Linked DNA regions of Sus scrofa: all the other regions are linked to region 3. Evidence: chromatin contacts called from public Hi-C and HiChIP or PLAC-seq data. All regions are on one chromosome and are shown on one strand. Each heading gives the region's core, a stretch centred on a gene start, on an enhancer-like site or on the middle of the called end of the contact. The rest is flanking DNA. Distances are from core to core; before and after follow the strand shown.

Evidence for each region. A called contact is a pair of places that touch in the nucleus more often than the background predicts. HiChIP or PLAC-seq counts read pairs in DNA pulled down with a chosen protein or histone mark.
Region 1: a Hi-C map of liver shows a contact between it and region 3, with 4 times the contacts expected there. The contact joins the promoter of WDR59 here to the promoter of PDPR in region 3. A contact is called at or near these places in 1 of 5 promoter capture datasets (liver) and 2 of 47 Hi-C or Micro-C datasets (heart right ventricle and liver).
Region 2: an H3K27ac HiChIP or PLAC-seq map of alveolar macrophages shows a contact between it and region 3. The contact joins the promoter of MLKL here to the promoter of PDPR in region 3. A contact is called at or near these places in 1 of 5 promoter capture datasets (liver), 2 of 47 Hi-C or Micro-C datasets (both in embryonic fibroblasts) and 2 of 2 datasets of contacts at active chromatin or transcription factors (alveolar macrophages and skeletal muscle).
Region 4: a contact with region 3 is called in an H3K27ac HiChIP or PLAC-seq map of alveolar macrophages. The contact joins the promoter of SF3B3 here to the promoter of PDPR in region 3. A contact is called at or near these places in 2 of 47 Hi-C or Micro-C datasets (heart right ventricle and skeletal muscle) and 1 of 2 datasets of contacts at active chromatin or transcription factors (alveolar macrophages).

Annotation. Positions count from the first base shown.
Region 1 is chr6:12,678,208-12,684,555 of Sscrofa11.1, forward strand. It overlaps WDR59 (WD repeat-containing protein 59), which reads left to right and starts at 3,959. Exons shown (of 28, transcript XM_021093785.1): 1 at 3,959-4,151. The coding sequence starts at 4,098.
Region 2 is chr6:12,920,274-12,926,747 of Sscrofa11.1, forward strand. MLKL (mixed lineage kinase domain-like protein) reads left to right here and starts at 3,573. Exons shown (of 11, transcript XR_002344504.1): 1 at 3,573-4,838.
Region 3 is chr6:13,183,615-13,189,987 of Sscrofa11.1, forward strand. It overlaps PDPR (pyruvate dehydrogenase phosphatase regulatory subunit, mitochondrial), which reads left to right and starts at 3,763. Exons shown (of 20, transcript XR_002344509.1): 1 at 3,763-4,005.
Region 4 is chr6:13,521,309-13,527,061 of Sscrofa11.1, forward strand. SF3B3 (splicing factor 3B subunit 3) reads left to right here and starts at 3,211. Exons shown (of 26, transcript XM_021093803.1): 1 at 3,211-3,519. COG4 (component of oligomeric golgi complex 4) reads right to left here and starts at 3,134. Exons shown (of 19, transcript NM_001244337.1): 1 at 2,957-3,134; 2 at 1,081-1,163; 3 at 1-113. The coding sequence starts at 3,127.

The DNA.
Region 1 (6,348 bases), core at 2,709-5,208, 510 kb before region 3:
TTAGCCTTTTTGATGGAGAATTGGGAGGAAACTGGAAGGAAGGAAGAAAGGCCAATTCACGAGTGTGGAACTGGACTCCAGGACTGGAGGAGATTTTTAAGGGCTATGGTCATGTGAGAATAACTGATAGGTGAATGAGAAAGAGAGCCAGCAGATTTTAGGGAAAACTTGGTAATTCTGGGTTTCTTTCTGGGTGTGAAGAATTACAAGTAAAGACCTTGAATAGTTTTAGAAATTGCTTTTGGTTTCACAGAAAGCATCCTTTTGGAATTCCCGTCGTGGCTCAGTGGTTAACGAATCTGACTAGGAACCATGAGGTTGCATAGGCTAGAGGCTACAGCTCCGATTAGACCCCTAGCCTGGGAACCTCCATATGCCGCAGGAGCGGCCCTAGAGAAGGCAAAAAGACCAAAAAAAAAAAAAAAAAGAAAGCATTCTTTTGATCTAGAAAGCACTATGGGGACATGACATGTGCTTTTTAGACAAATATTCATATTCACAGACACCTTGTCTGTGCGTCACCATGCAGGGCTGAATAAAACAGACCTGGTCCCTGTCCTTCTGAAGCTAGAAAATATGAAATATGAAATAAATGTGTTTATGAAAATATGAAATAAACAAGTATTGAGTGATATGCATTTTGAAGGAGAGAAAGAGGCACAGGGTCAAGAGTGCTAATTGGGGAACTGCTTTATGTCTTTGGAACGCATCCTGCTCCTCAGGCTTTTTAGTGCTGAAGCACTTTTTTTTTTCTTTTTTTTTTTTGGTTTTGTCTTTTTTTCTATTTTTTTCTAGGGTCACTCCCGAGGCATGTGGAGGTTCCCAGGCTAGGGATCTAATCGGAGCTGTAGCCACTGGCCTACACCAGAGCCACAGCAACGCGGGATCTGAGTTGCGTCTTCCACCTACACCACACAGCTCACGGCAACGCCGGATCCTTAACTCACTAAGCAAGGCCAGGGATCGAACCCACAACCTCATGGTTCCTAGTCAGATTCGTTAACCACTGAGCCACGACGGGAACTCCTGAAGCATTTTTTTGATAGTGTACTGTATCAAAAATCCAAATGTTAGAGTTCCCGTCATGGTGCAGCAGAATTGAACATGACTAGGAACCACGAGGTAGCAGGTTCGATCCCTGGCCTTGCTCAGGGTAACAGCTCTGATTAGACCCTGAGCCTGGGAACCTCCACATGCCACGGGTGTGGACCTAAAAAGACAAAAAAAAAAAAAAAAAAAATCCTAATGTCATATTGAAAAGCCCAGATGTCACTGTCTTCAGAATGTCATGTCAGGTGTCCCATTTAGGCTGTTCTCTCCTGATACATTGCCTTTTTTTTTTTTTTTTTTTTGTCCTTTTGCCATTTCTTGGGCCATTCCCGTGGCATATGCAGGTTCCCAGGCTAGGGGTATAATTGGAGCTGTAGCTGCCAGCCTACACCACAGCCACAGCCACTTGGGATCCGAGCTGCGTCTTTGACCTACACCACAGCTCATGGCAACGCCAGATCGTTAACACACTGAACAAGGGCAGGGACCGAACCCGCAACCTCATGGTTCCTAGTCGGATTCGTTAACCACTGTGCCACGACGGGAACTCCTACTTGCTTTTAATAATTTTTTTTTTGTTTTTTTTTTTTGTCTTTCTGCCATTTTCTTGGCCTGCTCCTGTGGCATATGGAGGTTTCCAGGCTAGGGGTCGAATTGGAGCTGTAGCCGCCAGCCTACGCCACAGCCACAGCAACGTGGGATCCGAGCTGCGTCTGCAACCTACACCACAGCTCACGGCAACGCTGGATCCTTAACCCACTGAGCAAGGCCAGGGATCGAACCCTCAACTTCATGGTTCCTAGTCGGATTCGTTAGACACCGAGCCACGACAGGAACTCCCTACATTGCTTTTATAAAACATAATTCTGCCAACTGTATGCCTGTTGTACAGTGACCGACTGCCCCATTTGCCCATACCGAGCAGTTTCCACGGTTGGTCACCCTAACCTGTTGACAAATCTGTTTCCCATTGTTTCCAACTCTCCAGGAGGGAATGGAAGGCTTCTTATCTCTATTCATGCAATGGCTTGCATGTAAAAGCAGCATTAATATAAACACAACAGTAAGTTGTGGCTTAGCTGGTTATGAACCCTGACTGGTATCCATGAGGATGTGGGTTTAACCCCTGGCCTCGCTCAGTGGGTTAAGGATCTGGCATTGCCGTGAGCTGTGGTGTAGGTCGCAGATGCAGCTTGGAGCCTGGTGTAGGCCACCAAAAAAACCCAATAGGGACAGTTTACACTTGAGGATTGGTTATATTCCAGGCCTTGTGGTTAATGGTTAACTCCTTAGGACAACCAAATGAATTTTCTCCTTCTGTAGAGAAACTGAGGCTAAACCAGTTAAGCCCAGGATTTCAGAGGTTGGAGCTGAGGAAGAGAACTTAGTGGCCATTCCCTGTATTAGCATAGCGGTTTTCCAACTTTTTGATCTCAGGTCCCCTTTGCACTTTTTTTTTTGGTTTTAGTTTTTGGCTGGGCCCATGGCATGGAAGTTCCAAGGGCCAGGGATGGAATCTGAGCCACAGCAGTGATCCTTAACCCACTGTGCCACCTGGGAACTCCCCCTTTACACTCTTGAAAATTATTAATGATCCCCCCAAACTTTTATGTCTAGTTCATCAGATATTAACACTAATAATTAAAAAATTTTGGCATTCCTGTGGTGGCGCAGCAGAAACGAATCCTACTGGGAACCATGAGGTTGCAGGTTCGATCCTAGCCTCCCTCAGTGGGTTAAGGATCTGGTGTTGCCGTGAGCTGTGGTGTAGGTTGCAGACGTGGCTCGGATGTGGTGTGGCTGTGGCTGTGGCGTAGCTAACAGGTCCAATTAGACCCCTAGCCTGGGAACCTCCATATGCTGTGGGTGTGGCCCTAAAAGGACAAAAGACAAAAAAAAAATTAATTTACACGTCAATGAGCGTTAACATTAACAATACATTTTGTAAATGAAAAGTAACTTTATTTTCCAAAACAAAACAGCTTTAGTGGGAACAGTGGCAACTTTCTTTAATGATTGGCTTAAGAGAAAAATCCTAGATTTTCACACCTGCTTCTACATTCAATCTGTTACAAATGTGTATTAAGGAGTTCCCGTCGTGGCGCAGTGGTTAACGAATCTGACTAGGAACCACGAGGTTGAGGGTTCAATCCCTGGCCTTGCTCAGTGGGTTAAAGATCCGGCGTTGCCGTGAGCTGTGGTGTAGGTTGCAGACGCGGCTCGGATCCCGCGTTGCTGTGGCTCTGGCGTAGGCCGGCGTCTACAGCTCCAATTCGACCCCTAGCCTGGTAACCTCCATATGCCGCGGGAGCGGCCCAAGAAATAGCAAAAAGACCAAAAAAAAAAAAAAAAAAAAAAAAAAAGTAGTAACTAACCTGTGAAAAACACTGTGCATTTGTGAAGGAAAAAGAAAAAAGCAAATAACTTCTTAGTATAACAGTGACATTTTTTGCCTTCGTAGACCCCCCTCCCCCAGGTCCCTAGACATTTTAGCTGGCGCTGCTGTACTGTATAAAACTGTATTGAATCGCGCATTTACCCTTTTCAATGCCTTTGCGCCAGGCTTCGAGGTAAGAGATAATCATTGGTTTGCACTAATGCTCAGCTTTGGTTTTTATGCAGTCTGGGCCTTGCCATTGACACCGTCGAGGAGACGGATTGGAAAAACACGCACCTCCCCTCGGCCAAACTCTAACCTGCAAGCTCTTCCCCGGTTGTCCATACTTTGGACTACAACTCCCGGCAGAGCTCGCGGCAGGGGGGGGGGCGGTATCCGCAGCCGCGAGGGGCGAAAGTGACCCACGCCGTGACGGAGTGAAGGGGGTCGTACCTTTTTCGGGGGGCAGGCGCCGTGCCACAATTGGAGGATCCGGGAAGAGGGGGTGGAGCCAGTGTTTGGGTCAGCCAATAGTTTGCGGTCAGGCAGAAGCGAGGACGGGGCGTGGCAGCACTGACTCGCGGGCTGCGTGGGGCTCGCCGAGCCCAGGAACGCGGGTGTCTGAGGTAGGGACGCGTAGTTCTCGTGTCCCGACGGCTGGGCGCGGAAAATGGCGGCGAGATGGAGCAGCGAGAACGTGGTGGTGGAATTCCGCGACTCCCAGGTGAGCTGGGGACCAAATGGAGCCTTCTGAGCATGCGCCCTTCCCAGTTCCCCTCCCCCACGCTGCCGGGTCTGTCTCAGGGCGGCTGGCGACCCCCAGCCCGGGCTGGGGAGATGGTCAAGGGGGTGACCTGGAGGTGTCAGAGCTGAGTGGATGAGGGTTACCTTGAAGACCGTTGGGGGTGGTTGGGGCTGCCATGGGCGAGGTTTCGGGGTTTCCCTCGTGGATACAGGAGTGGGGTCGGCCTGAGGATATCCAAGTGCAGATATTGCGCTCTAGTGAGCGCTGAGGGAAGGCTTCCCACCACCGGAGTGGAGAGCGAGGGGGTGTTTGCTCCCCCTGCACCTAGTGACTTTGGGCAAGTTGCAGAACTTCTCTGAGCCTTAGGTAGATGTATTGAACCCTGCCTCACAGAACTTTGATGGAATGGAGTTAATAAAAAACTGCACGCGAGGTGCCCGTTTCAGCGCTTAAACCTTTAAGTGGTCTCTGATGCTAGGGTAGTGGAAGATACCGCGCAGTGAAGAGGCGTATGCATTTCGTGTGTTGCTCGGTTCGAATCCCAGCTCATATCTTAGCCTGTCATCACCCTTTGTGCATCTTTTCTCACCTGTAAGAGGTGCCAATTGTGTCTCTCTTAAAGGATTGATGTGAGAATTTTTATGAGGTCATACACTTAAAATGTGTGGCACAGTGCTGGACACATGGTGAGCCTAAAGGAAACTTAGTACTTTTTTTTTTTTTTTTTGTCTTTTTGCCATTTCTTGGGCTGCTCCCGCGGCATATGGAGGTTCCCAGGCTAGGGGTCCAATCGGAGCTGTAGCCGCCGGCCTACGCCAGAGCCACAGCAACGCGGGATCCGAGCCGCGACTGCAACCTACACCACAGCTCATGGCAACGCCGGATCGTTAACCCACTGAGCAAGGCCAGGGATTGAACCCGCAACCTTGTGGTTCCTAGTCAGATTCGTTAACCACTGAGCCACGACGTGAACTCCAAGAATTTTTTTTTTTGAAGTTCCCGTCATGGCTCAGCGGTTAATGAACCCGACTCGCATCCAAGAGGATGCAAGTTCGACCCCTGGCCTCGCTCAATGCGTTAAGGATCCGGTGTTTCGGTGAGCTGAGCTGTGGTGTAGGTCACAGACACAGCTCTGATCCCCTGTTGCTGTGGCTGTGGTGTAGGCCGGTGTCTACAGCTCCGATCCGACCCCTAGCTTGGGAACCTCCATATGCCGCAGGTGTGGCCTTAAAAAGACAGAAAGACAATAATAATAATAATAATTTTTTAAACCGTTTTTGTATTCTGTGCTTTCCATATGCCCAGCCTTGTGCTAAATGGTATATATACATTTCCTTTTTCTTTTTTCATTTTTTTTCTTTTTTCCTTTTTAGGGCTGCACCCACAGCATATGGAACTTCCCCAGGCTAGGGGTCAAATCCAAGCTACAGCTGCCGGCCTGTACCACAGAATCCAGATCTGGGCCTCATCTGTGATGTACAGCTCACTGCAATGCCAGATCCTTAATCCACTGAGCGGGACCAGGGATCGAACCTGCATCCTCATGGATACCAGTCGGGTTCGTTACCTTTGAGCCACAATGGGAACTCCCTACATTTCCTTTTTCTTTTTTCTTTTTTTTTTTTTGTCTTTTGTCTTTTTTGTTGTTGTTGTTGTTGTTGTTGCTATTTCTTGGGCCGCTCCCTCGGCATATGGAGGTTCCCAGGCTAGGGGTTGAATCGGAGCTGTAGCCACCGGCCTACACCAGAGCCACAGCAACTCGGGATCCAAGCCGCGTCTGCAGCCTACACCACAGCTCACGGCAACGCCGGATCGTTAACCCACTGAGCAAGGGCAGGGACCCAACCCGCAACCTCATGGTTCCTAGTCGGATTCGTTAACCACTGTGCCACGACGGGAACTCCTACATTTCCTTTTTCTAATTCATGAAAGAACCATGCAAGATAAGTAGATGTCACCCCATTTTTTCAAATGGGGAAACTGATCCTCATTTGGCTGATCTCAAGTGACGTGGCCAAGGCCTCCCATTATGGGGCTGCATTGGGATTTGATTGCAGCATCTGGCCCCAGGGCTTCATTGGACTCATTACATTCTCTGCTTCATCCTTTGTGAGCCTGTCATGCAGTCGTTCCACAATAAATATGTCATGCTCTTTTTTTCCCTGCGACAGGCAGT
Region 2 (6,474 bases), core at 2,323-4,822, 260 kb before region 3:
GACCCTCGGTGCATCCCCCCACACCCCCAACCTGTCTCATTTGGAAACCATAAGTTTTTCAAAGTCTGTGAGTCAGCATCTGTTCTGCAAAGAAGTTCATTGTGTCCTTTTTTTAGATTCCATGTATAAGTGATAGCATTTGATGTTGGTGTCTCATTGTCTGACTGACTTCACTTAGCATAATTTCTAGGTCCATCCATGTTGCTGCAAATGCTGTTATTTCGTTCCTTTTAATGACTGAGTAATGTTCCATGGTGTATATGTACCACATCTTCTTGATCCACTCCTCTGCCGATGAACATTTAGGTTGTTCCCATGTCTTGGCTATTGTATATAGTGCTGCAGTGAACATTGGAATACCTGTATCTTTTCAAGTCATGGTTTTCTCTGGATAGATGCCCAGGAGTATGGTTCCATATTAATTTTAGAGTTGTTTTTCTATACCTATAAAAAATGACATTGGGATTTTGATAGAGATTGCATTGAATCTGTAGAATGCATTGGATAGTACATACTTTTTTTTTTTTTTTTTTTTTTTTGGTCTTTTCTAGGGTCACACCTGCTGCATATGGAAGTTCCCAGGCTAGGGGTTGAATCAGAGCTACAGCTGCTGGCCTGTGCCACAGCCATGCCAGATCCAATCCGCATCTGTGACCTACACCACAGCTCACAGCAATGCCAGATCCTTAACCCACTGAGTGAGGCCAGAGATCGAACCCGCAACCTCATGGTTCCTAGTCAGATTCGTTAACCACTGAGCCACAACAGGAACTCCAGTACATACATTTTAATAAGATTAAGTCTTCCAATACATGAACACTGGATATGTTTCCATTTATTTTTAGCTTGTTTAATTTCCTTCATCAGTGTTCTTAGAGTTTTCAGTGTATAAGTCTTTTACCTCCCTTGTTGATTTATTCCTAAGTATCTTATTCTTTTTGGTGCTATTGGAAATGGCATTGTTTTCCTAATTTCTTTTTCAGACTATTTGTTTTTAGTGTATAGAAACACAGCTGATTTTTGCATGTTGATTTTGTATCCTGCAACTTCACTGAATTCATTTATTAGTTCTAACACTTTGAGGGGTTTTTTTGGTGTTTGTTTTTGCCACACCCCATGGCCTGCAGAAGTCCTCAGGCCAGGGGTTGAATCTGCATCACAGAAGCAACCTGAGCCACAACAGTACTGGATCCTTAACTGCTAAGCCATCAGGGAATTCCTGGATGTTTTTTTCTTGGCTAATTGCTCTGACCAGCACTTCCATTGTGTGTTGAATAGAAGAGGACATCCGGAGTTCCCCATCGTGGCTCAGTGGTTAATGAATCCGACTAGGAACCATGAGGTTGTAGGTTCCATCCCTGGCCTTGCTCAGTGGGTTAAGGATCCAGCGTTGTTGTGAGCTGTGGTATAGACTGCAGACTCAGCTTGGATCCCTCATTGCTGTGGCTCTGGCGTAGGCTGGCAGCTACAGCTCCGATTGGACCCCTAGCCTGGGAACCTCCGTATGCCGTGGGTGCAGCCCCAGAAAAGGAAAAAGACAAACAAACAAACAAAAAGAAGTGGACATCCTTACATTGTTCCTGGTCTTGCAGGAGAGTGTTCTCTTTTTCACCATTAACTATGATGTTAGCTGTGGGCTTGTCATAACTGGCCTTAATTATGTTGAGATAATTTCTTTCTATTCCTAATTTGTTGACAGTTTTTATCACTAAAGAGCGTTGGATATTGTGACATGCTTTTTCTGCACCCACTGAGATGATCATATGTTTTTATCCTTTTTGTGTTAACGTGGTGCATCGCATTAATTGATTTTCATATGTTGAAGTGTTCTTGCATCCCAGGAATAAATCCCACCTGGTCAGAGTGTATGATCCTTTTCCTGTGTTGTTGGATGAGGTTTGCTGGTAGTTTGTTGAGGATTGTTGTATCTGTGTTCATCAGGAAGATTGGCCTGTGCTTTCTTTCTTTTGGTCTCTTCGTCTTGCTTTGCTATCAGGATAATGTTGAACTTGTAAAATGAGCTTCAAATCATTCTTTCCTATTCAGTTTTTTGCAAGAGTTTGAGAAGGATTAGTGTTAATTTATTTATTTTATTTATTTTATTTATTTATTTTGTCTTTTTGCTATTTCTTGGGCCGCTCCCACGGCATATGGAGGTTCCCAGGCTAGGGGTCCAATCGGAGCTGTAGCCGCCAGCCTACGCCAGAGCCACAGCAACGGGGGATCCGAGCCGCGTCTGCAAGCTACACCACAGCTCACGGCAACGCCGGATCGTTAACCCACTGAGCAAGGGCAGGGACCGAACCCACAACCTCATGGTTCCTGTCGGATTCGTTAACCACTGCGCCACGACGGGAACTCCTAATTTATTTTTAAATATTTGATTAGTGAAGCCATCTGGCTCTTGGCTTTTCTTTTTTTGGGAGGTTTTTGATTTCTGATTCAATCTCCATTACAAGTCTGTACCAACTTGTTATTTTTTCATGATTTAGTCCTGGTAGGCTGTATGTTTCTAGGAATTTATCTAATTTCTTCTATTTTGTTGGCTTGTAATTGTTCATCACAGTCTCTTTTGATCCTTTCTATTTCTGTGACATCAATTGTAGTGTCTTTTACTTATGATTCCATTCGTTTGAATATTCTCCCTTTTTTTCTTAGTCTAGCTAAGAATTTGTTTGCTTATCTTTTTTTGTCTTTTTGCCTTTTCTAGAGCTGCTCCCACAGCATATGGAGATTCCCAGGCTAGGGGTCCAGTCAGAGCTGTAGCCGTCGGCCTACGCCAGAGCCACAGCAATGCGGGATCCGAGCCGCGTCTGCAAACTACACCACAGCTCACGGCAACGCCGTGTCCTCAACCCACTGAGCAAGGCCAGGAATGGAACCCACAACCTCATGGTTCCTAGTCGGATTCGTTAACCACTGTGCCACGACGGGAACTCCTTTCTATGTTTTTGGATTTTCTATTTCATTTATTTTTGCTTTTATATTTGTCATTTCCTTCCTTCTGCTAATTTTTGGCTTAGTTCTTTTTCTAGTTCCTCAACATGTGAAGTTTGGTAGTTTGAGGTCTTTCTTCTTTTTTATATAGGTATTTATTGCTATGAAAGTCCCTCTTAGGGAGTTCCTGTCGTGGCTCAGTGGTTAACAAACCCTACTAGTATCCATGAGGACTCGGGTTCGATCCCTGGCACTGCTCAGTGGGGTAAGGATCCATCATTGCCGTGAGCTGTGGTGTAGGTTGCAGACTCAGCTCAGATCTGGTGTTGCTGCGGCTGTGGTGTAGGCCAGCAGCTGTAGCTCTGTTAGACCCCTAGCTTGGGAACCTCCATATGCCGCAGCTGCGGCCCTAAAAAGACAAAAGACAGAAGAAGAAAAAAAAAGAAAAAGGAGTTCTCATCATGGCGCAGTGGAAACCAATCTGACTAGAAACCATGAGGTTGCAGGTTCGATCCCTGGCCTCGCTCAGTGAGTTAAGGATCCGGCATTGCCGTGAGCTGTGGTGTAGGTCACAGACACGGATCGGCTCTGGCGTTGCTGTGGCTCCGGTTAGACCCCTAGCCCAGGAATCTCCATACGCCGAGAGTGCGCCCCTAAAAAAAAAATTTTTTTTTTAAGACTCTTTGTCACCTAACTGGTGATCTATCCAGAGCAAAACAGAAGCTGCCTCTTGCTCCAGAGCTTCATGCTCTCCAGCTGCCCACAGAATCTGGCCGAAGCTAGTCTCCGCTGATGCCATATCCTTGTTGAGCTTCCTCCACCCCAACCCCAGCCCTACCTTACTCTATCCTGAAAGCCTTCCTTCAGTGAATCACATGCGCCTGATTCTCTTTCTCAGACTCTGCTTCTAGAGAACCTGACCTAAGATAAGAGGAAAACGGATGATGCAACAGATGGAGGCCGAGAGCAGGGGAACTCGAATAAACACATCAACAGCCCCAGACATCCTCCACCAGGTCTTCATCCAAAAAGTCTTCTCATACAATCCAATTCTATCCTGTAGCGGAAGCAGACTGATGAGTAAATGAATGACCTTCCTTCTGTACTTTCTAGCTGGGGACACAGCTACCGGCTGTAAAACATGACACATCAAAACACAAATCTCTGCCATGACCTCCGAGAAGGAAGGTCATTTAAGTGTATCTCTTCCTTCACTCCCTTCCTCCACCCCCAATATTTTCATACAGCGAAGCAGACACAAGAAACTTCTCTCCAGCTCTCAGTGCTTTGCTCATCTAATCTTTCCCATACTTTGTCCTGATGAAAATCCTTTCCTGAGCTCTTGTTCTTTTCTGAATCCCCAGCCCTAAGGAGAGCGCCCGGGCACCAGGAGGGTGCTGTAAACAGTTCCTGACGGAATTGGGGAAGGAGGGGAGTGTGAAAAGGGCAGGAGGAGGATACCAGGAGGAACCACCGGGAAAGGGCTTTGAGGGAGCCAAGGCCCCCTGAGCCCGTTGGCTGCAAGCGCCTTGTGAAAGCGCAGAGGCGGCGGCGTGTCGGACTTCCCAGCCCTCGGGCGGGCTCCAGACCGCGAAGCGGCGGCCGAACCAGCGGATTGGGGGCCCGCCCGCAGAGGCGGGGCTCAGTCCAGAACCCCGGCTTCCCCGGAAAGGAAAGGCCTGCCAGTTCCCCGGCGGCGTCCCGAGCAGCCTAACGCAGCCAGAGGGAGCGCGGGGCGCGCGGCACCCACAGCCACAGCCGAGGGCAGGGGGCGCTGGGACGCGGCCCTTTCCAGGGGCTTCGGGTTCGAAGACTTCTTCCCCCAGAAGGAAGGCAGTCGTCTGAGAAGCCGAGGCGTCTTCCCGGAAACCGTGCACGGGACGCCCTCGGGAAGGACGAAGGTGAGTCCGGGGGGCTTCCCGGGACGCGCGCGGTCCCCGGAGGCGGCGGGGCAGAGGGGCGCAGCCGGATTCCCGGGCAGAGCCGGGAGAAGCGGGGCGGGAGGCGGGGGTGACTCCCAGTCCCATTTCCTGGAACTCGGGACAGAGTTGGTTTCTCTCCTCCGCTCTGAGGGTGAAGCCGCCCACTTGGGTCTCTAATGACTTTCTACAAAAGACGCGGCGGAGAGCTGGCATCCGGGCGCTGTCGTGGTGGACGGGTCTGGGGAACCCGGCTTAGAATTGTCCAAGCCGCCCTCGGCGCTCCACGCCAGGCTGAAGGTGGAGAAACGGCCAAGAGAGAGGGTCCGGATTGCTGATTCATGAACTTTTCCGGTGCCTATTTTAGGCACAAAGAGAGAAACCTGGTATAAAATGTCATCAGAAAAGTGCTTGATGCCATTTTTGTGGAGAGGAGGAGGAAATTAGAGTTCTTTCTGAATTTATACTGTTACTACCATTTTAAGATTTTTCACTTTTAAAATCAGTAACTTTGGAGTTTCCTGATGACCTAATGGGTTAAGGATCTGGCGTTGTCTCTGCTGTGGCATGGGTTCAATCCCTGGCCTGGGAAATTTCACGGGGTGGGGGGGGGGCACAGCCAAAAAATAAAATTAGTAATTTTTACCCCTCGTTTTTTTCTGCAAGTAATATATGAACATATTCTTAATACAGTTGTTAGCAGTTTTACATAGTATAAATAGCACCTCAATGAGCATCTTAGTATTGCTCTATCTGTATACATTTGAGCTTTTCTAAAGCACAAGTTCTTAGAAATTCACATTAAGTATATATGTATTTATATTCCCTTTCATCCTCTTGGTATCTTTATCATATATTCAATAAGCCCTAAACAATTGTAGTTATTAAAATTTTCTTTTATTTTTTTGCTTTTTTTTAGGGCCGCACCCACGGCGTTTGGAGATTCCCAGGCTAGAGGTCACATCGGAGCTACAGCTGCAGGCCTACACCAGAGCCACAGCAACGCCATATCCGAGCCGCACCTGCAACCTATACCACAGCTCACGCCAAGGCTGGATCCTTAACCCACTGAGCGAGAACCTGCAGCCTCATGGTTCCTAGTCGGATTCGTTTCTGCTGCGCCACGACAGGAACTCCAAGTTATTAAAATTTTAATATCTTACAGGTAAGTCCCCTTTTTATTACAAAAATCCTGGTTATCACTACAAATTTCCTCTTTCAGATGAACTTTAGGATCCTTTAGTTTTGATACCAAATTGCCCATTGAGAGTTTTATTAAAACTGCATTAAACTGCACTTATATTTGGGAAGGATTGCCAGCTTTGTCAATTTAAATTCCCAGCCAGAAAAATAAAGAGTTCTCTCCATTTCTTCAGGCTTCGTTTTGTGTGGTTTGCTTCATACCACTCCACCACTTTTCTTGTAAAATGTATTGTTTTTAAATTGGTGCTTTGATGAAGGGGCTATTTTTCCCATTCTTTTGATTGGTTATTGTTGAGATATGGCTTTTTTTTTTTTTTTTATGAGGCTGGTAATGCACATAAGTAGAGCTTGGCGCTCTGAAGCTGAAATCTTCAAGCTTCCTTGAGCAACACTTTCCTATCTGCTTCTGTCTCTG
Region 3 (6,373 bases), core at 2,513-5,012:
GCCTCACCGGGTCTGAGGCCGCTCCAGCATCAGCCCCACTTTACAGATGGGCAAACAGAGCTTCTTTACGAATCAGCTCAATCCTACCTCACCCACGAAGCTTCACACAATGACCATTTCTCCTCCGGACTCGTCAATAGTTGGCACTCAGTGGATTCTAGATTCAAGAGAAGTTTCTGGAAAGCTCTTTAGAGGAACAGTGTGTCAGCCTTGGTGATTCCAGTTCACGTGGAGGCGATGGTTTGCATTCTTCGCAGGTGATTCTACTGCACCCAGGTGATGCTCGTTCACGGTTCCCACCGCCTTAGCACTCACTTGACTAGATCACTGCTCCTCTTGCTAAAGGCTGAGCAGTGAGACCTGGTCTTGAGTCTCTGTACCTGGAGCATGTGCTTCTCTCGGCCCCACTTTCCTCGCAGTTGAAGCGGGACCCCTCTCCTCTAATCCACACGGTTTGGGTGAAGTTTCCACAAGGTAAGGCAGTTAGGGCAGCGACCCAGCGCCTGGCACAGGAGCCCCTCGCGACATTGCTGTGTCTCGCAGGGCCTGTGAAACAGCGGCCCTGCGCCCGGCACAGCACAGAGTCCGGAGCAGGTGTTTTACTGCACAAGCGCACTGTGATTTGGGGGTGGAAGTGGGTGTAGCGAGAACACTGGCTGCTTCTCTCGGAGAAGGGATGAGCAGGGATGCACGCACAGCCCGCTGTCCACACCCGGGCTCCCGGGGACGTGGGGGATGCGCCCAGCGCCAGGTTCTCACCATGAAGTCAGGGTAAGGCAGGATGTCAAGCCCAGGGACAGTTGCCCAAGAGGAGGAACGGGTTCCCCCAGCCATGCCCCCGCTGTGTGGGGGGCCACAGTTGGCAGTGCCTGTACTTGGTTACCGTGGTCCCCAAAGTCGGTTTTGCACTTTGGTAACAGGACACCCATTTTACCCGCAATGTTTATCCTTTCTGATGGCAAATACACATGCTGGGTTGCTGTTGGTGTAGACTATTTCTTGGCAGCCAGGTCAGGTAGTTAAAATGTCCGTTTATTCATTCGCAAAGCGAGTGACCTGAAGAGAAAAATCCTTTTAATTGAGGCAGAGTTGATTTACGTTGCGTCTGCTGTATAGCAAAGTGATTCAGATAAATATATGTATACACTTTAAAAAAAGGTCTTTTCCCTTATGTCTGATCACAGGACACTGACTGCAGTTCTCTGTGCCGTACCGCAGTATCTCGTTGTCCGTCCCCTCTGTGTGAAATAGCTTCCATCTGCTAAACCCCAACCTCCTCCCCACTGGCCACCACACGTCTGTGCTCTGTGTTTGTGAGTCTGTTTCTGTTTCTCAGATAGGTTCGTTTGTGTCACATTTTAGATTCCACCTATGGGACATTATATGGTATTTGTCTTTCTCTTTATGGCTTATTTCATTCAGCATGATAAAGTCTAGTTGCCTCCATATTGCTGCAGATGGCATTATTTCGTTCCCTTTTGTGGCCAAGTACTATTCCATTGTATATCTGCCCCACATCTTCTCATGAGAAGAAAATCTTAATTGAAATCTGGCTCAATGGAAATACAGTGCACAGTGGTAATACCGCGTTCCCGGAGGACAGAAGTGCTCGGGCACCCCATGTGCCTCTCGTCACCAGGGCTCATGAGAAAGATCCCATTTACTAAAGGGCCTCGAATGCCTCGGGACCACATGCTGACACTACAGAGGGACAGAAAAGGCTGCGCTGAGCTGGACATTTACAAAGGCAAGGAATGAGTTGTAGCTCTTTACAGTAACTACAACGACAGTGTCGTATATGCCAAGAGTTGACCAAAGATTAAGGGTTAGCTCTGCTGCTAGAAAACCCTTCCCTGAAACGAGCTGCAGAGATGTCTCTTGCACATCCCCTTGTTCTGGGGAAGGAGAAGCTCTGTGGAGTGGATGGGTACCCTCAGACAGAAATGAAGGTACTTTTTCTCCATCCTTCCTGGCTCCACCCACCATGTGACACTCTGGAGCATGAGGCACTAGAACCTAACTTGGAGGGAAGAGGTGCTCCAAGCTCCGGTTCTTGGTGTGCAAAGCAAATCTTGGCATAGATCTTTTGAAACAGCTGCTAGTGGTACCTTCCTCACTTCCTGTAATTCCTGCCCTTGAGAGAGTGAAAAGGAGAAGGCAGAAGGTTTACAAAGATAAAATAGATGCATCTAAATATCAGGTGAGGGAGTTTCCGTTGTGGCTCAGTGGGGTACGAACCCAAACAATATCCCTGAGGTTGTGGGTTCGATTCCTGGCCTCGCTCAGTGGGCTAAGGATCCAGAGTTGACAGGAGCTGTGGTGGAGGTCACAGATGCGGCTTGGGTTGGCATTCCAGTGGCTGTGGCCACAGCTCCAATTTAACCCCTAGCCTGGGAACTTCTCTATGCCTGGATGCGGCCCTAAAAAGACAAAAAAAAAAAAAAAAAAAACACACACACACAAACAACAAGAACAACAACAACAAAAAACTGTGACAGCGTTCCCTCGTGGCACAATGGGTTAAGGATGTGGCATTGTCACTTCAGTGGTTCAGGTTGCTACTGTAGTGCTGATTTGATCCTTAGCCTGGGAACTTCTGCATGCAGCCGGCGACCTAAATAAATAAATAAATAAATACTTGTGACATTTTCCTCCTGAAATTGCCACATCTAGGTATCAAGTACATCTTAGCAAGAATATGCCTCAGATCTGTTAGTCTATAATGTCTTCATTTGGGAGCAGCTGGTGACCATAAGCTTTAAGCCCATAACTGAACCATTTAAGTACATTTCTTGCACCGAAGCCAGGAACGCCTTGAACATTCATACATCAGGGTAGCAAAATGCAGTGTCTGTTGCCGGGAAACCAGACCTCAAATGGGCTGTCTTGTGTGAGTTCACTGGCAAGTAAAAATGCATAAAGTGCAAGTTTCAGGCTGGCATGGTGACACAGGGGTCCCTGGAACTTCACTGCCACACTTTAGTGGCAGAAGCCCTTTCTTGTGCACGGCTGAATCCCATCACCTGGCACAGTGCCAATCCTTTAACACAACTGGTTTGAGTGGTGAGATGGGCTTGGGTGTGGCCCCAAGTGGAGAGAAGCCTGTACCATTAGATCGCTTTCCATTCTAAGAAATATTTACTGGATAACGTGCCACACGCTAAGCGCTGAGAACACAGCAGAATAGGAGATTTAGGGTCTACTGTCAGAGGGCAGAGTGTGCAGCTAGTTGGGAAAGGTAGTCAACTAATTTACTTTAGCACAAGTTCTATAAAGGAAAGAAAACAGCGTGATGTGCTAATAAGCAAGGTGCCCAGATCGCAGGTCTTCTTAAACTGCCTCTGAGATCGGGCGGGGACAGCAGAAAAGATTCCTGATCCGCTGTACTAGTGATTCGCCCAGGAAGACCGCAGCAACGGCCAAAAACAGAGCAGCTTTCGGTCCAAGAATCTTTTTTAGGCCCTGGACTGAGTGTCCTTAGGCGGCAGACACGTGGGACCGGACCTGAGGACTCGCCTCGCGCGCGCGGTAAGAGAACCCCTGCCCTCCGCAGGCTCCACCAAAGCTCCGGCCATCTTGGCCGTCCCAGCTGCATCGGTAGAAATCGGTAAGGTCCGAAGCTGCAGTTCTAAAGCGACTTTGAAACACCCCGCCTCCAGTGCGACTGCATCTTCGTCGAGACGGTGGTTCCCCTCCGCCCACCTTCAAGCGGAGACACTCGGGACCCAAACAACCCCCCACGTGTCAGGGGCGGAGCAGTCGATGACGTCACGACGCGCGTGCGCGAGTGGGATCACGCGCTGCCGTACCCTTCCTACGGATCGTAAAGCGCGGAAGGTCGCGGACTCAAGCTTCCCCGGAACTTTTTCGGCCCACCGCCCCGCCCCCTTCCCATTCCCTGTCCCCACCCCCCTTCCGGCCCCCAGGACCCCAGCCAACTGTTGTGGTCGCTTCCCTGCTTCAGCCGGGGTGTGGCTGCTTGCGGAGCTTGTGGAGGCCGGTGAGGTAAGGAGAAGCTCCGGGGGCCGCTCTGGCCTCCGGGTCTGCTCGGACTTTGCCGCCACGGGGCCCTCAGCCCCCCACCCCCGTTCCTGCTGGGGGCTCCCGGCCGCGCTTCGTTTCCCGTGGGTTCTGCCTGGTCCTCCCGCAGGCTCGTCCTGGCGCCGGGACTCCGCCCGCCCGGGCCGACACTGCGTTGCCCGATCTTCCTTAATCTCACCCGCGGCAGTGGCGCCTAGCGGACCGGTGCCCGGCTCCCCGGTTCTTCCAGGCGCCCTCAGCCTAGCCCGGATGCCCAGGACGGCGGGAATGACCTCGTTCCTGGCGCCCCGCCTCGGGCTTGCACACCGCCCCCCCGCCAGCCTCCGCAGCGGGGGTCAGGCTTGTTCAGCTGGGCCAGGTCTGCAGGTGAAATTGTTTTCCCGCGTGGAAACGTGGTCCGCTTGCGCTTAATTAACTAGTAAAACTGCTGCGGAGTCGGCAGTGAAGTTACCTGGAAAGTCCAGGCCGGGGCAGTGAGCTCGCTACTAACGTTTGACCTCTTGGTTCTGATGTGTTTGACCCTGAGGTTTGATTCAAGCATTTTCAAGCTTTTTTCGCCCTCGCTTGTGTAGGGGGATGCGGGACATGGAGTTAGCCTGTGTGAAAGGGACACTTTTCCAGGGCCAGGGATTTGTATTTGTACAGGGATTTGTATTCATTTCTTAAACTAGTCTGATTATCTGGTACACTTGTTGAAAAAAACAGCAACCTGAACCAGCAGGATCAGAATGTTAAGAGATGGACTCTGGGAGGAAGAGTGTGTCTGTGACTTGAGTTTTAAAGCAGGTGTCCCAGGGGGCTCTTGCCGAGGCAGGTGTGGGAAATGATGTGTTCATCTCTGTCTTCTTACCCAGTCTTCCTTGGGACTAGCAGCCCATTTCTCCAGGGTGCTGTGGCCATGCAGAGGAACAGCTCAGAGGGAGTCGGGGCTGTCCTCTTGTTCTAGGTGTAAGCAGATCTGAGCATAACCAGCCCCAGCAGTGAGGTTGTTTAGCAGAAATTCTTCTTAGCAGGAGTTCCCGTCGTGACGCAGTGGTTGACGAATCCGACTAAGAACCATGAGGTTGCGGGTTCGGTCCCTGCCCTTGCTCAGTGGGTTAATGATCCGGCGTTGCCGTGAGCTGTGGTGTAGGTTGCAGACACGGCTCGGATCCCGCTTTGCTGTGGCCCTGGTGTAGGCCAGTGGCTGCAGCTCCGATTCGACCCCTAGCCTGGGAACCTCCATATGCCTCGGGAGCGGCCCAAGAAATAGCTAAAAAGACAAAAAAAAAAAAAAAAAAAGAAAGAAAGAAAGAAAGAAATTCTTCTTAGCAGAAGTTGAGATCGTAATTTATTTTCAACCAGGTGTGTTATTTTACTTTTTCTTTGACATCTTCTGTTTCTTTTCTACTTGCCGTTACCTCCTTGCTCTTAAGCCTTGCTGTTGCTGCCAAAGCTACTGGTATAAACTCTGTGCCTTCCTTTTTCCTTCATTCTTCAAATCCACTGGAAGTCTTTTTCTTTACCACTTCACTCTTTTGAAGGTCATGATGAGCCCAAGGTCAAAAAGCCTTTTTTGGTGCTCAAAGCTCTGGCATTTTAGCATTGTTTCTTCCATCTTGCAACTTTTTATCTGTTATGATGAATGCCACCTTTGTAATTCCCTTTTTCTGTTAGGGGAAGGTAGCACAGAGTAATGCTTCAGTGGCAGACTCTAGTGCTAGACTGGCAGGCTTTGAATTCAGGCTCTGCCAGTCACCAGTGTTAGAGGATCTTGGATGAGTCATTTCACTTCTCTGTGCCTCCGTTTCCACAAGTGTGGAATAGAAATTGTGACACCTCCCTTACAGATTTGTGTAGATTAAACTGGCAGTTGGCGTTCCCATTGTGGCGCAGCAGAGAACCAATGCGCATGGTATTCATGAGGATGAATACTGGCCTCACTCAGTGGGTTAAGGATCCAGCGTTGCTGTGAGCTGTGGTGTCATTTGCAGACGAGGCTCAGATCTGGCATTGCTGTGGCTGTGGCTGTAGCTGTAGCTCCGATTCGACCCCTAGCCTGGGAACTTACATATGCATGGCTGTGGCCCTAAAAAGGAAAAACAAAAAAACACTACCTTAAAAAAATCCTTTCACGTTATTTATCTATCTCTCAAATCCGGGGTCCCAGCCTTGAGATCTGAGTCCCATTGAATTTTTTTTTCCATATCCTTTGTTTTCTGTTCTCATTCATTCATCAAGTTGTGTCTCCAAGGTGCCTCCAGTGAATGCTGGGAAGACGATGCTCAAGTTATAACTGGTCCCTCCTCTCAGAGAGCTCTGTTATGACAAGGGCCTAAAGGCTTCTGCTTTC
Region 4 (5,753 bases), core at 1,961-4,460, 340 kb after region 3:
TGGCCAAGTCAAGCTGACGGACTTTACTGGACACATTCTCAGCTAGGTTGCAGGTGAAGGTGATCATTCCAGCCAGCTGCTTTGCATCTCCTTCAATCAACTGCAGGTTGGGACTAGAAACATACATTGTCGGCACATATATCCATTCGGGTAGATAGTAGACGGAGACATGGAAGAACTTTTTTGTAGACGGAAACTATGTCTTCGACTTCTTTACGACTCTTAGCTCCATTCCTTCTATTCACAGCTTTTTCTCAAGAGTGTTTTATTGAAAACTCAGTTCTATACTTAACAAAAAATTAATTTTTTTTCTTTTTTGGCCATGCCCAAGGCATATGGAAGTTCATAGGCTAGGGATTGAATCCGAGCTGCAGCTGAGACCTATGCTACAGCTGGAGCAACACTGGATCCTTAACCCACCATGCCACAGTGGGAACTCCAAAAAATAAATTTCTATAACTACAAAGGACATCCCTAAATATGTACTGCCAAAGAACTAGAGTACAGACTCTCCCAGTTGCTAAGTAAGTATAAAATTCACTAACCAACAATCTAAGAAGATGATGAAATCAAAGAGCAATTTTTGATCCTTAGGCTAGGGATCAGATGTGAGCCACAGCTGCTACCTATGCCACAGCTGCAGCAATGCTAGGTTCTTCACCCACTTTGCTGGGCTGGGATCGATCCTGCAGCCCAGTGCTTGAGAGACAATGCAGATCCCGTTGCGCCGCAACAGGAACTCCCCAAATGATGTTAATACTTGCTGGTCCAAAACCACTTTGAGAACAATTTGACTACACTCTTAAGTATTCACTTTACTTGGAGGTAAATCTCCTTTACAATTCAAACTCAACTTGCATGGTAAAACAGAAAGGAAAAATAATAACATCCAACGGCTCCTGATGGAATTTATTTACTTAAAAATTTTATTTATTTATTTTTTGGCCCCATGGCACATGGAAGTTCCTAGGCCAGGGATTGAGTTGTGCCACAGCAGTGACAATACCAGACCTTAACTCGCTGTGCCATAGAGAAGTCCCTAATAGAATTTAAATAGCTTGTCCTGATATGTAGACTCACCCCATCCGGTGGAGAGTGACCATTTTACTTTCAATGGTGTTTTGCTGTTCCAAGAGAGCATCCAGCTCTCTCTCCACCACTTTCTGAAAGACAGAGAAACATTCTTTTGTTAGCATGGTCAAAAGGAACCCTAAGCATTATCTAATCCAACCACTTAGCTAAAGGGTAAATCCCACTTCAAATGTCTTCTTTCCTTTCACTAAACTCCTATAGAACTTTAACAAACAATACTTCATTTTTGCACTTATCAAATTAAATAATGTTACCTTATGTGTATCTTATTCCATCTAGGAGATGAACACCACGGAGGGAGAAAAGAAACCTTTATTCAATTTCATTGGCAAAATGCCTCACACAGGAAGGCATTTAAAATATAAAGGATAGGGAGTTCCTGTCATGGTTCAGCAGAAACAAATCTGACTAGTAACCATGGGGACCCAGGTTTGATCCCTGGCTTCATTCACTGGGTTAAGGATCTGGTGTTGCTGTGAGCTGTGGCGTAGGCTGGTGGCTACAGCTCTGATTTGACCCCTAGCCTGGGAATTTCCATATGCTGCGGCTGTAGCCCTAAAAAAGGGAAAAACAAACAAAAACCAAAACTAATATTGTTCTGTCTGTAAGATCAACTTAATTTTTTTCCTAACATACTGACCGATTCAATGAATGCAAGCTTAGGAATGTTAAGAGTATTGAATTTTATAAAGTACATCTTGCTGAAAAGTCTATCGGCATTGGTATAAATTAATACTTGAAAACTCTCAAAGAGAGTTCCCGCCGTGGCTCAGTGGAAATGAATCTGACTAGGATCCATGAGGATGCAGGTTCCATCCCTGGCCTCCCTCAGTGGGTTAAGGATCTGGTGTTGTCACTGCAGTGGTTTGGGTTGCTGCTGTGAGGGGATTTGACCCTTGGCCTGGGAACTTCTACATAGAGTGGGTGTAGCAAAAAAAAAAAAAAAAGTACTGACGGGAGATCCTGTTGTGGCTCAGCAGTTAACAAACCTGACTAGCATCCATGAGGATGCGGGTTTGATCCCCGAACTCAAACAGTGGGTTAAGGATCCAGCAGTGCCAGTGACCTGTGGTGTAGGTCACAGACACCGCTTGGATCTAGCATTGCTGTGGTGTGGCATAGGCAGCAGCTACAGCTCCGATTCCACCCCTAGCCTGGGAACTTCCATATGCCGCGGGTTCAGCCCGAAAAAGTAAAAAAAAAAAAAAAAAAAGTACTGACAGCATTAAGTTTCATGGAAAAGTGAGGAAGGCTGCTGGACATAATATAGCCAGTGCCCCTGGTTTGACGCTATGCAGGGGTAGCTACAAGAACTGAAATAACTTATTCACGATTAGACAGTTGTTTCTGAGTTTTAACATCTCAAGATTCTACAAAGCCCTGCATTGAACTGAAACGCTAAAATTACACCCCCAAATCATTTCCCACAGTAGAAAGTCTTAAAACGCTTTGTTTATTTACAATGATTTCTTGCTGAAATGAGGTAAGGTGAAAGCGTTTCATCACTTTAAAATTTATAAGCCCTTACAACAAAGCCTTTATTCTTATTATGAAAAGCAAGCGTGTGAGGAGATGCCCTTAAGTCTAACTTTAGGACCGCGGAGAAATCTAATGATTAAGGGCCAGGGAAATCAACAGGGGGCGGGGCAGATCGCCCAGACAACACGAAAATATGCTTGGGGGCATCAGACGGAGATGTCGGATCGCCCCAATTACATTCAACCACACTCCTGCTTCTCGAGTAGATGCTTTTTTTGTTTCCTCGTAAAGAAAAGAACTTCCCACAGCCCTGATTTCCCAAGAATGACGGCTCCTAGGCCCACTGCCCCTGTATCCTCCTGGAAAGAGAAGCTCAGCCCCCCACCTCCTCGCCGCAGAGCCGTTCGTACACAGCCTCCAGCTCCTGAAGCTCAGTCAGAGAGCGAATGAGCTCTGTGGAGATTTCCGAGCAGCGGCCTCCTCCCACGCCTTCAGGCGGCGGAGGCACCCCTGACAGCTTCTGAGGAGAATCGAGGTCCGCCATCTTGATTCCCATTCCGCGCTTCCGGCCCTGGGAGGCCCCCTCCTCGTAGGCGCGCCACGTCCTTGGGGCTGCCCACGGGAGTGCCTAGTGAATTTGTATATATGTTTTTAAAAGCCTACTTAAAAAGGTCTATTAATTCCCTATTTTCCTGGGAAAAGTGACAGTCATAAAAATATGTTTAAGTAATTTTTCGTGCGGCGTGGAAGCAAGACTGAAGCATTAAAGAGATTTATATGTACATTCTTCAGGCGCCGGTTGAGGACCTTTTTTCCGTCGCGCGCCAATCGGAAGGTCCCTGTTTTAGGAGCTAATGGCGGATGCCGGCGGCTTGGGCTTAGCGGCGGATTAGGCCTTGAGGGGACTGAGGATCTGTTGGATATCTGCGCCATCCTCCTGGCTTCAGGGTAAAGAAGCAGCTTTCTGACCTCCCTAGGCCTGAAGAGGTGGAGAGCGGCCATGTAGAAGGGTGGGCCGAGCCTTTTGTAAGGGTTTCTGAGAGAGTTTAGGCCCGAGGACTATGGGCAAGCGTCTAGGAGGTGATGGAGGGGAACGCAGGAGGGCAGCTTCACGAACTTGTGTTTCGCGACCGTTCGCACTGTGGGAACTAAGCCTAGCTCAAAATAAGCTTTCTAGAGACTGCGTAGCTTTTAGGCTTTGGGGGAGATGTAAGAAGGGGCGGGAGAGACGTTTTCCACTGGAGAAAGTAAACGGCACACCGACGGGGAGGTGAAAGATCAAGGGTGTTAAAAGTGTCAAGGACGGAAACAGTCTTTGAAATCTAGACCCTTTGTATTTGTGCTTTGGTGCTTGGGCAACTCATTTCCTTCTTTGATCCTCAGTTTATCGCTTGCAAAAATGGGGATAATTATATCTATCTTGAAGACTTTGCAGAGTTTAAATGCGGTGATGTTCTTCTCGTACATGGAGAAGGGGTGGAGGAGCAATCACAGGCTCATTTCCTAATATTCATAGACAGCAGGTAGAATTGGGGGAAATCAAAATTTACCAAGTTTTGGTCGTTACTAGTTTCCGGTATGTAGTGCTTGGTTGATCTTCCTCTGAAATGCAATTTCCCTTGTTACCCAAGATAAAAGAATAGTTGGGGAACCTGGGTCCAGCTAGGTTTTGGGAAAATAAATTCCAAAGTTTGTACTAGATGCTGTTAGTTGTAAAGGAACTAGAAAGTAGGCTGAGTTTTTCAGTAAGTTATAAAGGGCGAAAAGTAGCCTAGGAGAAGGTTTTCCAAGCTTCCGAAGTGGTCTTTGGTTTCCTATGTTTGTTTTCTGAAAGATTCTGTATCTTTCATACAGTCAACCCTACAATATAGATCACATTCACAACAAGGTAGGGGTTTCGTTGTAAATTTTGTTCTTGATAACTGCAAGTTTGAAATTATGTTTGAAATTTTATAACTGGAGTGAGATGCAAGAGAATAAATTATGTCTGAGACTCCATTCAACTTTTCTCATTTAACAAAACCAAATTTGCATGCTAATTACAGATACAATTGTAAGCTTTGAACTTCTCGAGATTCTTTGCTTTTGTCTCTGAATAATTGAGGGAAAATAGTTCAGTTTATTTTCCAGTGGTAAATGTATAGGTACTTTTATGGTGAAGATACCTCAGTTTGCAGTCTTGAGTCCTAAGAAGAATCCTTTTCTTTGTATATTCTTTTGTGGAGGCTTCATTCTGGGGTCGCATTTCGGTTTTTAGTTTTTGATGATACATAAGTTTAAATTCTAAATTTTAGTCACTCCTTAAATATAGAGCTGTATAGGAGATGCAAATGAAAACTACACTTAAGTTACCAGTTTTTTGTTTGTTTGTTTTGCTTTTTAGGGCTGCACCCAAGCAGCATATGGAGGTTCCCAGGCTAGGGGATCTAATTGGAGCCATTTCTGTGGCCTGCACCACAGCTCCACAGCAACTCTGGATCCTTAACCCACTGAGCAAGGCCAGGGATCAGAACCCGAAACCTCATGGTTCCTAGTTGGATTCATTAACCACTGAGCCACGATGGAAACTCCCAAGTTACCAGTTTTTATCTGTTAAATCAGCAGAGGTCTGGTTGTGGAGAATTATAGAGACCCATATATTGCTGGAGATATATTGGTAGAGCTTCTTTGGAAGGTAATTTGACACTGTCTCTGAATTTCAAATATATGAGGTCCTCAATCCTGAAATTGGATTTCTAGCAGTTAATCTTAGAGATACTGTTAATGCACTTATAAATGGTCTGTATATGAGTGATTTTCTTTGTAGCAGTGTTTATAATTGCAAGAGATCGGGAAGAACCTAAATGTTCCTCAGGAGAGTGTTGGCTAAATAAATCCTAATAGATGCATTCAGTGGAATACTCCACAGCCTTAATATAAAAATGAGAAAACATTTTGCTTACTGCTATGTCCAAGATAGGTAAAGTAATTAAAAACAGTTGCACCATAATGTGAGTGTATGATTTATGGTACCCAACCTTTAGTTAAATAGAAGGGATAAAATACAGCGTTAATGTATGTTTTTTTTTTGTACATACAGAAAATATCTGTAAGGACACGGTATAACTTGGTGAAATTGATTCGTCCAGGGAGGAAAAACTGGATGGCTAGGGCATGGGTGGAGTGAGCTTTTTGCTGTGCTT